Linked DNA regions of Gossypium hirsutum: region 1 is linked to region 2. The links are chromatin contacts, called in public Hi-C maps. All regions are on one chromosome and are shown on one strand. Each heading gives the region's core, a stretch centred on a gene start, on an enhancer-like site or on the middle of the called end of the contact. The rest is flanking DNA. Distances are from core to core; before and after follow the strand shown. Region 1 has its middle 4.3 kb from the start of LOC107916963. Region 2 has its middle 13 kb from the start of LOC121215895.

Region 1 (2,700 bases), core at 42-2,541, 160 kb after region 2:
CACATAAATAAAACTCTTAACCACTAAACTAGATTAATTCACTTTTTAACAATTAAAAAACAAAAACTTTACAATAGATATAAAATATTTGAAATATGAGTACGACAAGATTTGATTCATGGTTGAAGCTAGATGGTGGTCCAAGTCCGTTCAAAATTATTGTCTAGATTTTTTCTAGCTTGACCCTAGTTAAATCACTATTCATTTAATATTTAACATTAAAATAAAAATAAAATGTATTATCCATTTACGTTGGGGGGGGGGTGATACCTTAAAATTCACAAGGAAAACGCAGCATGCCGCCAACCACCAACAATGTTTCAAAGGAAGACTTATAGGAAAGGAAACTGTCTCATTTGAATTACCAGTCGCCCACACCCAATGGGAACACCGCATCCGATCTTCACCCCCCGCTTTTGTGTGCAGCTAAACTTCTTACTCTTGCATCTATAAATCTTTGCATTTCACAAATTGATTTCAATTTCTGACTAACAATTCATTTACAAAATTTCTTTTCTCAAAAATAAATTTACCTTCATCAATGACTATATTATTTTTAATAAATTTAATACATAAATTTATTTTTATTGAGCGTTGGTATCACTTTCTAATCGACTCTCAACTCAGTTGAAAAATTACTAAAAATCTTCTTTTTATAAAATAATAAATATTATTGTGAAGATATTTTTATCATTTCAATTAATAAGAAATTTATAAAAATGCATTTAACGAGATTGAACCAAAAATACCATAATTGTCAAATATTTTTACCATTTCAACTGAAACTCCATTTACTTTTTAAATCAATTTTTTTTACAAATTTATTTGTTACATAAGTTTTTCATAAATTTTTCACTCTGCCTTATGAACTAGTTTTAGGATCACTTGCAAATCACTTAGTTAAGTGACAACCTATAACATTAATCCAACTTATCCACAAACTTAAAGTAATTTAGATTGGTTCATTAACCAACTTAATTTTACATATTATATAAATATTTTAAATTTATTAAAATAATATATATATTAAATCAGTTAAGTAAATGACTAAATGTATGGGATTAATAATCGATACATAAATATTTTAATGGAGATCATAATCCACTAAACCAATATAATAGACTAATTTAATGGAATGGATTGGTTAAGTTGGTTATAAGGTTGGAGGTTTAGTCCTCTTTAATCTTTCTCAGTCACATTAAAGCATAATTTGAATAACAACCGTACACCGCACCATCTCTTTCCATTGATAGAAACAACCTCCAATGGAGGAACATTTTACCTTTTAATCCCTATGGCCTGCACTCTTTTTCGATTGAAAAGTCTTTTTCTGTCCTTTTCACACCCACAACTTTCCTATATGAATTTGGTAATTAGATTTATTTATTTGGTTTTTAAACTTGAAATTTATCAAGATTCGATAATTAATCTTTAGTTCTTAGAACTTGAATGGATTGGTCGTTCAAGCCGACTGGATTGAAAACTATTCAGTATACTAATCCAAATAAAATGGTTGAACCGATTGAATTGAAAACTACTCGAAATCAATAAAAATTAAAAAATGGGACAAAAAATAATAGTTGAATAAGTTGAGCTGATTTAATAATTTTTTATTTTAAAATTTTATGGATTTTAATTATTTATTTAATTATTGTTGGTCTAGTAGTTGAACCGATCAAACCGATTGAATGGGAAATTAGTGGTCTAACCAAGTCAACCACTGATCCAATTATTAGAATACTGTATGTGACACTCTAAGATTGTACCATGTCTTCATCTAAAATTTTATATATATATATATATTAATTTTCAAATAATGATGTTGTACAATCTCAAAGTGTTACATCATTAGACTTTTATATTTTTCATGTTCAAAGATTAAAATGATTTTAGTTACTAAATTCAAGTACCTAAGTGAATAAAAAAAATACAAGTACCAAAGTGGGGACCTAGTTGCTAAGTTCAAGGGTCGAAAACTATATTATCCCTTGTATGAAATATGGAGTTTTGATTTTTTAATTATTTTATTTTTATTCATTTATGTTTTCTTCAATATATTTTAAATCAATTTTGTTTAGCCTTTTCATTTAGTTGATTTATTTAATTTTTAAAGGAATTAGTCATTTATTTTAATTTTTTGTTTACAAGCTTTTAAGTTATTTATTATAAAAAATGTACTTATAAATTAGTTAATTAGTTAATTGTTTAAAGCATTTAAATAAGCTTATAAAATAAAGAAATTTTAATTTTAATTATCATTAAAAAAATATAAATATAATTTAACAATACATCTTTATATTAATGTCCTCAATGGTTATGCTCATTCCCATTTCACCATCACTGTGATATTTGCAAAATCAAACATATATCTCACAATTGATTTTAATTTCATAGTTATAACAACTAATTTCACCATTATTTTATATTTTTAATTTTATTGGAGCTAATTATATTGTTCATCCAAGAGGGGTGAATCTAGGAGGCTGGCAGGGGCCCTAGTCCCCTTAAAATTGAAAATTTTCTATTTTGGCCCTTTAAATTTTTTAAAATTTAAATTAGTAAAGATAAAATTGTATTTTAGCCCACTAAAATGATAAAATTTTGATTTAATCCTTTAAAAATTATATTTTTATTATAGTAAAAATTACAATTTAATTTCGACCCCCTAAAACAAATTTTGACTTCGCCCCTGTCATCCAA
Region 2 (2,700 bases), core at 124-2,623:
TTTCGAAATCAACCTCTGCTTATGGACAAAAATATTTCAAAGAACACGCTTATTCCATTCTTGGACCTCTTTTTGGAAATGCTCTAAGTTAGTAAACACATCCATATAATTTTTCCAACTACTATTTACAAGAGCCTTAAACTCCGCATGAAGCAACCAATTAGCCAAACAACGAAAAGGTCTAGTACCTCTGCTTTGCAACTAATTGTGGGAAACCAAAATTGAATGATCCGACTTCAGATGATACAAATTACTTATTGAGCAATTCGACGCAAAAGCATACCAACCCAAATTACATATAGCTCTATCCAAACATTGTGCAAGATTGGCTCTGCTTTAGGTGAATCGAGGCCTGCAGAAACCAAGTCTTGAAGACTATTATCAAACAGGAAATTCTGAAAACCATTATATCCATTCTTATGCTTGTTGCACCACATGCCCATTTCCAAAGCTCCAAAATCAAATTAAAATCTCTTTTTATAACCCACGATTCCCCAATAGTTTTAGCAAGAAAATCAAAATACTTATATAACTTCCGTTGCGTTGCTGGTTGTGGGCTAGCATACACTGTTGAACACAAAAACTTAGAGGGTCCTTATCTGTTTCTCACCCTCATAAGAATCACCTATGGATACAAATCCAGAATATCAACGAAGACATTGTCACACCAAAGAATCAAAATCCTCCCAGAAAAGCCCATTGCTTCAATTCTTAATGAATTTGCGAACCCAATTTTGTAATAATTCTATTCGCTTGAATACCACTGACCCATGTCTCAAAAAACACATTACATCTAGGCAAAACTCTCTCCTATAGCCACAAAATTATGGAAAAAGGGATGCCCTATTCCTTGGCAATCCTAGAAAAAGAGTTTTAAATCCATAAACCGAATAACAATAGAAAACACGAACAAGCCAACACAAGTTGTATAAAAAAACTTAACAACTAATCTCATTATTACCAATATCATCATCATCCATAACTTCCACATCCAAAAGTAGCACATCCGTCAGAAAATCAGTATCATGTTCCCGCATAATACCCTCTACTCCACCATGTGATTCACAGAACCTCCTAGCTCGTGATTTGATGATTTCTTCCATTAAACGTTACCGTCCTTAAAAGTTTGCACATATGGGTTTGAACACCCAATACTTGACTCTCCAAATTGAAACACACTTTTTTCTTTCCCTTTTATAGCATCGTACTCTCCACTCTCAACCACTCGAATTACCCCATGTTTGTTTCTGTCCAATTTCGACTGGAAAGATACAAGCGAAAATTTGAAACTTTTATCCTAACAGTTGGGACAAGTGGGCCTATTCTAGAGGCATCATCAAACCCATTTCCCCTATTCTTAACAGTTGACCCAATATTGGTATTAGTGGGTCGTTATACTTTTGGACCAACTCTAGGTTTACCTCTAATCACAATCCCTTTACTATTAGATTTAGCTTCATCCCCAAATATGTCTCTTTTTGCCCAAATTTCCCAGCCTTTGTGATATGGTTCTTCCATAAATCATGCCTTTTGATTTGATTAGGCTGGCTCCCTCTATCCACGATGCTAATTTTGGGATTAGATTCACTCAAATCCACTGTCAGAGCTAAAAACCATGAGCCTCATTGCCAGAAACATCATTTCTCACTATTTTCGTACTCCGAACCTTCCATATTTGTCAAGGCTCCACAAGCATCCATGGCTCATATGTTTCCTCTTCTGCACACCATTGAGGACCAATTTTTTTTACCACTGGTTCTCCCCTGCTAAAACGTCTTTAATGAGTTGCTCTTATTTCCCGTGCACAAATCTATATTATGGCCATAAATCCCACATTTAAAGTTGACAATTAGAAGTGAGTCATATTCGATTCTCTAAATACAAACACTAAACTTGATTTTCGAGACAGTGGTTTCTTTAAGTCCACACATATCACTAACCTAGTGAAACATCCCTGCCTTCCACTACTTGTAGGGGTAAGTGTTTGATCGAATCGAGTGAAACAATTTCAAGTTAATTGAGTTGACAAGTTGATACGAGCAACTCAGCCTAATTCAAAGGCCATAATAGAGATGAGCTTAGTTTCCTTCAAGGCTCAATTACGAGATCCAAATCCAAACAGATGAAGTTAAAACTCAACTTAGTGGTTCAAGACATTATCATGAAAAAAATTCTAGAAGAAGAGTTGAAGTTTCAATATGATGAATTCTGGAGTAATGATGAATTAGAAGAGACTAATTATGTTCGTAGGCCTAAACTCTCAATCTATGATGACAAGCTTAGGCATTTCACTTCAAGTACCCCAATTGATCTCACAAGCCTAGACGTTTCATATTGGGTTTGAGTTTTAAGCTTACTTTTTATTATATATGAGCCTCATATTTTATTTATCAACTTTTTTTATTTTATTATTATTTTATTCCAAATTTTTGACAATTATTAAGTACTTTAAGTTATCTAGGAATTTTATGTTAACAAGAAAGTTTAGTTTAAAACTACTTCTTGTTTAAGATTAAATTAGAATTCTAGTATACTTAGGAGTTTTATTTAGAATTATTTAGCTAGCCTATATATAGGCCTTTGCATTGTACAAAATACATTCAATTCATTATTATTCTATTCCTCTTTTGAGTTAATAAATTCTCTCTGGGTTTTTCTTTTCAAGAATTTCTCTCGAGTTTCTTTTAGAAGAGTTTTAGC

The links. Hi-C and Micro-C count contacts between places; a contact is called where the count stands out from the background.
Region 1: a Hi-C map of leaf shows a contact between it and region 2, with 1.7 times the contacts expected there. The contact joins two enhancer-like sites. A contact is called at or near these places in 2 of 34 Hi-C or Micro-C datasets (leaf and petal).

The regions. Positions count from the first base shown.
Region 1 is chrA01:93,140,485-93,143,184 of Gossypium_hirsutum_v2.1, forward strand. No RefSeq gene overlaps it. Among protein-coding and RNA genes, the nearest start is that of LOC107916963, 4.3 kb to the right of the region's middle. Within about 2 kb of position 1,292, at least 1 of the 9 cell types and tissues checked has an H3K27ac peak or open chromatin away from gene starts, as enhancers often do. A contact at or near this core is called in leaf, where this site is marked.
Region 2 is chrA01:92,976,383-92,979,082 of Gossypium_hirsutum_v2.1, forward strand. No RefSeq gene overlaps it. Among protein-coding and RNA genes, the nearest start is that of LOC121215895, 13 kb to the right of the region's middle. Within about 2 kb of position 1,374, at least 8 of the 9 cell types and tissues checked have an H3K27ac peak or open chromatin away from gene starts, as enhancers often do. A contact at or near this core is called in leaf, where this site is marked.